Linked DNA regions of Sus scrofa: all the other regions are linked to region 2. A link is a contact called in public HiChIP or PLAC-seq and promoter capture Hi-C data. All regions are on one chromosome and are shown on one strand. Each heading gives the region's core, a stretch centred on a gene start, on an enhancer-like site or on the middle of the called end of the contact. The rest is flanking DNA. Distances are from core to core; before and after follow the strand shown.

Evidence for each region. Promoter capture Hi-C pulls out the DNA fragments that hold promoters and counts their contacts. HiChIP or PLAC-seq counts read pairs in DNA pulled down with a chosen protein or histone mark.
Region 1: a promoter capture Hi-C map of fetal liver shows a contact between it and region 2, with 3 times the contacts expected there. The contact joins the enhancer-like site here to the promoter of PARG in region 2. A contact is called at or near these places in 2 of 5 promoter capture datasets (fetal liver and liver), 6 of 47 Hi-C or Micro-C datasets (alveolar macrophages, blood, embryonic fibroblasts and 3 more) and 2 of 2 datasets of contacts at active chromatin or transcription factors (alveolar macrophages and skeletal muscle).
Region 3: an H3K27ac HiChIP or PLAC-seq map of alveolar macrophages shows a contact between it and region 2. The contact joins the promoter of ERCC6 here to the promoter of PARG in region 2. A contact is called at or near these places in 1 of 5 promoter capture datasets (fetal liver) and 1 of 2 datasets of contacts at active chromatin or transcription factors (alveolar macrophages).

The regions. Positions count from the first base shown.
Region 1 is chr14:90,859,638-90,862,337 of Sscrofa11.1, reverse strand. It overlaps ALOX5 (arachidonate 5-lipoxygenase), which reads left to right. Exons shown (of 15, transcript XM_021072736.1): 10 at 41-219; 11 at 526-647; 12 at 920-995; 13 at 997-1,018; 14 at 1,315-1,485; 15 at 2,452-2,700. The coding sequence ends at 2,631. Among named protein-coding and RNA genes, the nearest start is that of ALOX5, 46 kb to the left of the region's middle. Within about 2 kb of position 1,262, at least 23 of the 83 cell types and tissues checked have an H3K27ac peak or open chromatin away from gene starts, as enhancers often do. A contact at or near this core is called in fetal liver, liver and subcutaneous adipose tissue, where this site is marked.
Region 2 is chr14:90,479,718-90,482,417 of Sscrofa11.1, reverse strand. PARG (poly(ADP-ribose) glycohydrolase) reads left to right here and starts at 1,403. Exons shown (of 18, transcript XM_005671222.3): 1 at 1,403-1,490. LOC100157391 (mitochondrial import inner membrane translocase subunit Tim23) reads right to left here and starts at 1,463. Exons shown (of 7, transcript XM_001926555.6): 1 at 1,117-1,463. The coding sequence starts at 1,222.
Region 3 is chr14:90,074,559-90,077,258 of Sscrofa11.1, reverse strand. ERCC6 (DNA excision repair protein ERCC-6) reads left to right here and starts at 1,348. Exons shown (of 23, transcript XM_021073703.1): 1 at 1,348-1,440.

The DNA.
Region 1 (2,700 bases), core at 13-2,512, 380 kb before region 2:
GGCCTCAGCTCACAGTGTTGTGGCTCCCCTCCCATTTAAGGCCAATGCCACAGGAGGTGGTGGGCATGTGCAGATGGTGCAGAGGGCCATGCAGGACCTGACCTATGCCTCCCTGTGCTTCCCTGAGAACATCAAGGCCCGGGGCATGGACAGCAAAGAAGACATTCCCACCTACTTCTACCGGGACGACGGGCTGCTGGTGTGGGAGGCCATCAAGAAGTGAGTGCCAGGGCTGTGGGACCCGCTCTGGGCAGAAAGAGGGGGGTGGTCCTATAGGAGGAGTGGACGTGGCATTGATGGACCCAGCCCACCCCCTGGACAGCTGGGGCCTGGCTCCATTGTCAGGACACCCATAGAGGAGCAGGGGTATGCCTGGGCAGTGGGGGTTGGGAGTGGACCTGAGTCTGGACATTAAGGAGTAGGTGACAGGGTCACTGATGGGGCCCTGCCTCAGGGTCCAAGGGCACAGCTCTGCCGACCCCATCTGGGTCACACACACCTACCTGGGCCTTCCTCCCGGGCCAGGTTCACGGCTGAGGTGGTGGATATCTACTATGAGAGCGACAAGGTGGTGGAGGATGACCAGGAGCTGCAGGACTTCGTGAACGACGTTTACGTGTATGGCATGAGAGGCAAGAAGGCCTCAGGTGAGGACCTCCCCTCCCGTCTTCTGCTCTTCCCTGTGCCGCTTTCTTGGGCAGTGGTGGCCTCCATCTCAGCACGTGGTGCTGGGCCCTGAGAGCCGGATCAGAAACAGCAGGGACACCGGGCCAAGTGGCTGTTCCTCCCAGTGTAGGTTGCCCAGCCTGGGCCCTCCAGCACGCACTGGGGGAACTCAGGGAGCTGGTTGGAGTGGGGTTGCGTGTCTGCCGGTCCCTTCCAACGTGAGGGCCTCAGCCAGCCTGTGGCTCTGCCTTAGGCTTCCCCAAGTCCATCAAGACCAAAGAGAAGCTGACTGAGTACCTGACCGTGGTGATCTTCACGCCTCAGCCCAGCACGCGCCGTGAACTTCGGCCAGGTGGGTGAGGGCAGGGCGAGCTCTGTGGGCGGGAATCACAGGGAACAACCTTAACTGCCTTTGAGGGCCCCCGGGGAGGTGGGGCACCCCTCTTCCTCCTCCAGACAGACAGGCAGGGGCGGAGAAAGGCCGGGCAGCCTCAGCGCCAGGAACCTAATCCGAGTTCCCCCGCGCTGGCCTGGGGGAAGGGGCGGGGCCGCTGGAGCGGGAGGAGGGGCTTGGGAGCAGACGCAGGAGACGGTGGTACAGCGCTGCGTTGCTGAGGCGCCCCCACGTGTCGGTGGCTGCCTCTGCAGTACGACTGGTGCTCCTGGATCCCCAATGCGCCCCCAACCATGCGTGCCCCGCCACCAACGGCCAAGGGTGTGGTCACCATCGAGCAGATCGTGGACACGCTGCCGGACCGTGGCCGCTCCTGCTGGCATCTGGGCGCCGTGTGGGCGCTGAGCCAGTTCCAGGACAACGAGGTGAGACTGGGTTGCCCTGGTTTAACCTATTTCTCAGCCTCAGGGCTTTGTGATTCAGGACACAGGTTGGGACTCCTGCTGGACAGGAAACCTGACGTGCAGGCTGGAGCGGCCCACAAGGTCCTTGGCCCGGCAGGAGTGCAGGGGCCAGGGCTGCCCTGTGACGCTCCCCACAAGGGCACACCCACCACCCCTGCCAGTGACCGAGCTCTTTCATGTGGGTTTCTTCCTGACACCCCAGAAGTGAGGACTAAGTTTCCTGGGCATCCCTTGCGACATTCCCAGGCACCTACGCCTTGCTGAACCCAATCCCAAAGCCACTCTCAGTAGACATAACCCCCATGGCTTTGGTTCAGAGCTGCTCAGAATGACTGGCCAGTTCAGCCAGCCCCAGGCTCATGGGCATTTGTTGGCATCTGCATAGTTTTGGGGCCTTTGCTAACGTGTTGGTCCCTCACCAACATCTTTGTATATGGGTTCTTGGCACATGTATTCAATAGGACTAGAGGGAATTACTTTGTCAAAGAATGTTGAGACGGGCGTTCCCATCGTGGCTCAGTGGTTAACGAATCCTACTAGGAACCATGAGGTTGCAGGTTCAATCCCTGGCCTTGCTCAGTGGGTTAAGGATCCAGTGTTGCTGTGAGCTGCGGTGTAGGTTGCAGACGCAGCTTGGATCCTGCGTTGCTGTGGCCCTGGTGTAGGCCGGTGGCTACGGCTCTGATTCGACCCCTAGCCTGGGAACCTCCATATGCTGCGGGAGTGGCCCTAGAAAAGGCAAAAAGACAAAAAAAAAAAAAAAAAAAGAATGTTGAGACTGAATTGGCCTCTGCAAATGAAATCCGAAATCCCATCCATAGCACGGGATGTTTCTCCCGCCTTTCACAGCCCTGAGTGTGAAACAATTTCAGTTCCCTCGTCTCATGGTGGCTTAACCGGTCTCTCTGTGCTTGTCTGGGTCCTCAGCTGTTCCTGGGCATGTACCCAGAGGAGCATTTCACCGAGAAGCCTGTAAAGGAGGCCATGGCCCGATTCCGTAAGAACCTCGACGCCATCGTCAGCGTGATCGCCGAGCGCAACAAGGACAAGAAGCTGCCATACTACTACTTGTCCCCAGACCGGATTCCCAACAGCGTGGCCATCTGAGTGGCCGCCTGAGCCAGTCTCAATCCAGGGCAGCCCGCTGTTGGAGGCTGCTCTGAGCACCCTGACTTC
Region 2 (2,700 bases), core at 154-2,653:
TGGCTCACTTCAATAGGATGTAAGGTCCACAAAAACAGCAATCATCTTTTTAAATTTAACTGTCTTAGTTCTGCACCCAGAAAAATCCATCTACAGTACTCAATAAATGGTATTGACTCCATCTTTTAATTTACCTTCAAATTTCAATTAATGTAACAATGGTTTTTCACATTAAAGCAGAGCCCTTTGTGCTCCAAATGCGGAGCTCCTGTGACTTATTATACACAAACTCCCTACAGTTCTGTTCTATAAGTTATCATATACAAACTACGCCCTAAATTCAGTTTTGATACAGGTCACACTAGGAACTTCTAAGCGTGTTTAAAAAAAAAAAAGCTTTTTTGGTTTCTGAGCATAAAAGACCTAAAGAAGTAGTACGAAAATTCTTAAAAGAGAAAATAGTTTTATAAAACGCTTATCCTCCACCAACTTCCTATTTTTAGGTCCAAGTTCTAGTCATCCAGTTGAATACCCAGTTAGATAATTTCAAAGATCTAGAATACACATTCTTTGTACTGAGGAGCGCACAGGCAGGGCATTCGTGCTTCCAGCACCCTCGATTGTACGTATTTCCCTTCCTAAAATTCATATTGGCTTCTTTCTTGTCTATAAATTACCTTTAAAATTCAGCTCTCTTCCGTGTTCCCCTAGTTGTCTCGAATCATGTTTCTTTCTCCCCTGTATGCATGAGTGGCCCTGACGGCTACTTGTGGTTTTAGAATATGCGACTTTGAGCTAAAAAGTTATCTATGAACTCGGTATTTGGAATGCATTTACTTGCAGAAGGGGGTTTTCTTTTTCACCTAGAGCCAAGCACAAGGCCCAATATACAGGAATGTGCGAGAGGAAAGAGAAGGCAGAAAGCTTGAATATAAAAGGAAGAAAACATGCAGCATCTCCTGGTTGACATGATCCAGGACAACCACAGAAACCTTCTCCGGATCTATGGCTCCAAAAATTCGTTCGATGTCGAAAGAGCGGCCCCGGAGATACACCAACCCCACGATTGCTACTGAAGCTTGTGACCGCTAGCAAAAAAAGGACAGGGCACGCCGCAGGTTTGGCGTGGTGGCAAGAACCAGTCAGAAATGTTCGTAAGCTAGGCCCGATACTTACGCGGGACTCCCGCCAGATCCGCGTGCGAGTAGCCAGCTCCGCCGGCTCCGAAAAAGCCGGCCAATCCCCCTGTGGTTTTGTTGCCGCTTCCTCCACCGCCCTCCATGGTACTGCAGCAAACTACCGGTCTGCTTCTCCCCGCTGCTCAGGCCGGGATCGTCCGCTCGGCCGTTGCTCCTCTGTAACAGCGGGTGAAACCCGCGTTACCACCACCTCCTTCACACGCTGACCTTCCGGGCGCCGGCAGCACCTAAACCTCACATTTCCGCTTTGCGACAGCGTACGTCCCGGAAACCGGAAGCGCCTGACGGCAGCTTTCCGGTGGTGGGAAAGTGAACGGAGCAAGAAAATCAAAGCGGCGCATCCTGAGGCAGGTGGGGTGCCTGTGGAAGAGGGAAGGCAGGCGACTGGATAGGGCCTGGCTCGGGAGGCCTACGGAACAGCAGCTGCAGACGCAGGCAGCAGCAGAGAGGGCATGGTGCCGGGAGGCGCCGAGAAGGAGGCGCAGTCCGTCCCTCTCCGGGTTAGTGAATGAGGCTCTCCGCCCTGGCTGGCCCGGGGACTGTTCGCTGCGGGTCCCAGCATGAGTGCGGGCCCCGGCTGTGAGCCCTGCACCAAGCGACCCCGCTGGGGCGCCGCTGCAACTTCTCCGCCGGCCGCCTCGGACGCCCGGAGCTTCCCCAGCAGGCAGAGGCGCGTCCTCGATTCCAAGGACGCTCCCGTGCAGTTCAGGGTCCCGCCGTCCTCGTCAGGCTGCGTCTCGGGGCGGGCGGGACCGCACAGAGGCAGCGCCACCTCGCTTGGTACGTGGGGAAATAAAGCTCTTTGTCCTTCGCCTTGGCCCAAAGCTCTTCTTGGTCTCCGAGGACCCAGGGACTACAGCCCCCCATTTTCTGGTCTTGTATGCATCACTCTGAACGCTGAGGTCCCCTTGCTGAGCCATCAAGGCCACTAGTCGGGGAATGGGGCCCCATTTTCCCCGTGGCGATTGGTGGTGTGAGAACCCCTGACAAGCAGTCACTCAGCATGGGAAGCGGCGAGAGACTCCACCTGTTTGCTTTCCTTGGGTTTAATTGGAATTGCCTTGGTCGTTAAGGAGGTTTAATCTTTTACCTGAAGCTTCAGTCTCTAGATATAAAGAAAGTTACAAAGAAAGTCACAGCTGTCCTCAGTTTTAATTCTCAGTCTCTGGGTGGAGAGCCCTTAGTCTTACTGGCTTTACACCCGTCTTTGACATACAGTGGTGAACAAAGGTAACTTGGTCTGTTTTCAGACCCTAAAATCTATCAGAAGAGGTAGACAATGGCAGAGGTAAATATAATAAAGGGTAATGGATGTTCCAGTATATGAGACAGATAGTTAGGATAAGACGTCAGATGTGCCTGATCTAGTTTGAAGGTCAAAGATAATCTCCTAGCCAGAAGGTGAGGATCTTATTCTGAGGACTGAAGAGTGATGAGTTATTTAGATGAAGAGGAAGTTAAGGAAGTGATCCCACAGTGCAGCTGATGTAGGTTGTCCAGAGAGCAGTGAGAGATGGGATTGCAAAGAAGTAGACAAAGATCAGATCATATTGGGCAATGC
Region 3 (2,700 bases), core at 99-2,598, 410 kb after region 2:
GATGGGAAGAGAGGCTCCTGGTCTCTTGCTAACCCCAGGGTTACTATGCCATCCTTAGTTGTTTTCCTAAACCCTGCCTACACCTTTGTAAACATTATAAATTTTCCTCAACTACCCAGTCTCAGTGTACCACCTGCATCTTGTCCAAATTTTGAATGATACATAGGGGCTCACCAAAATAGTACACATTAAAAAGGGGACTTCATTTTCAAAATGGTTGGGAACCACTATATATCTGGGAGAATCTGATTTCATAGCCAAGCATTAGAACTAATATCTTACCAATGTGTTACTGTTTCCAGTATTTTATTCTATTCAAGAGATCACTACAATTATTTCTTTTTAAAGAACAAGTTATATTTTCCTGTGCAATGGCTCCAGACATGTAGGTTGGCACTGCTAACGGGAGAATACACTGAGCATAATCAAGTACACTTCCCAACTCTCCTTTCTTGTCCACCTTCAGGCTTCAAAATGAGGAAGACATTTCCCTACCTAGTCCTCAAACGTCCTCCCACAACCACTGCCACTCCCAAAGGACTTAAGGCTCTGGCCCCTGGAAAATCCACCTCTCCTGGAGCAGGAATCCCCAGGCTAAGAAGTTGCTGTGTGGCACAACTGTCACCCATTCTGGGTTACTCCTTGCTCAGGTGGCGCTCAATTTCCTCCCTTTGTTCTGAACCTGTGCGTGAACATTTCATTTCTTCAAATGCTCTAAGCTAAACTCTCACCTTGCTCAAAATCGTCCTCACCTCTTTGACCTGAGGATAAATATTAAATGACTGACTCTCTAATGCAATCAAGACATTCCTGTAGGCCCACTTGCACACACACTACCAACTGTGTGTGTGTGGCGGGGCGGATGGAGAGGGGGAACAGAGGTAAATCAGTCCTCTTCCTATTCTTCACTTGCTAACAGCCGTGCCAGATGACCAAAGAGAGGTCACAACGTCTACTTCGCGTGGATATTAAAACTTGTAACGTTCTCCAGCTCTCTTCGCCAAGCTTACCTTCTCTTTAGGGTTCACGGTTTTAATGTAAGCACTTACGTTAGCACCGCACACTCGTATACCTCTCTCTTTCTCTGGAAACATGCCCTTTAATTCTTATAACCGTCTTCCCAGAGAGGTATTTTTCACCACGAGTAAGGCGCCGGCCACAAACCACTGGTCATCAGCCTAGACAACATTCACAACCTACTAGAACGTAGAAGGGCTGGGTTGCATGATACAATGTGGCTTCGCTCGCAGTTCAAAATAAACCCTAGAGGCCGGCGCATGCGCCACAGGCCCCAGCCGCTCCAGCCCAATGGCTCCTGTTGGGGGCGGTGCTTAAGGCGGACGGAAGACGCATGCGCCGCGGCCGGCCCCGTCCGGTTCTACCGTGCTGGCGGCGGCCGCTGCATCTACGTGTCGGTACGGGTGGCCGCGCGGCCCTGGGGTGAGTGTTCTGGCGGCCGGGTTGATCCTCGGTCGGGACACGTCTGGGGCCCGCTGGGGCTCCCCAGGCGGCCCCGACCCCTCCTTGACTCCTGGCTGGGGTGAAGGAGCCCATTCGCTCAGGCAGCCAGGAGCCGGCCCTCGGGCGGAGCGCGCGCCCTGCGTGCCAGCCCACCTGCGCCGGAAATGACGCTGCGGCGCGCTCATCTGGGGGGACCTGGGGTCCCAACCTTTGGGTGTGCGTGAGGCGGGCGAACTGGCGAGTGAGTGTCAACTTTTCGGCTTTGCGTTCTGCCCCCACGCGCAGAATCAGCTCGGCCTTTGATCTCGATTGAAACAGTAGCGTTGTTATTTGAAAAGAGAATCGGTATATATGTCACAGCTACTGCAGGCATGGGTATGATAAAGTGGGAGTATGTGAAGGAAATTGAGCAGTCTGCATTGAAATGCCGTAACAAAGATTTCCTATGTAGCATCCATCTTCACTGCTGTCACCCTGTTCCAGGCTCCTGTCACTTTTCATCCGTACGTGTCCCAACATGTCCGTGTTGCACTGTTTCCTCCAATCCTTTATCCATACCGCAGCCCAGGTGTCTTTTACAAATATAAATTGAGCCATGCCCGTCTTCTGCCTGTTTAAAACGCTTCAGAGTCACTCCATTACACTTGGAGACAAATTTAAGTTCGTTTTTCCAGGCCATGTGTGATCTGGCCCTTGTCTACCCTCCATCTTCACTTATGCCTCTTCCCCTCCCGGGTATGCACGTATACAACCAGACCTCCAAACCAGAATCCAGCGCATGCCACAGAGCCCCAGTGCTTAAAGGAGGACAATGAAGACGCTGTTTTCTCAGATGATTAAGCCTTGTAGAGTGTGACAAGATATTCTGTAGAATTTACACAATAAATGGAGTCATTATTATCTCCTTTAACTCTGATATTCATGTAAAATAAAATCAAAACTTCTGCTCCAGCCTTCTTCCATTTTTCCAAACACACCAGCTCCTACCAGCCTTAGAAATTACACATGCTGTTTCTTTGCAAAATGTTCACTTTTGGCCTGTTAACTCCTCTTTATCCTTCAGATACTGGGTCAAATATCACTTTATCAAGAGGCCTCTACACCTCATGCCTAACTCCACATTGTCATTTAGCCTCCTCTGTTATTTTGTCATACAGAATCCTGTACTTTCCTTTTACAGCAGTTATTATAATTAGATTTGTGTGTGTGTCTGTGTTTAGTTTAAATACGAATACATAT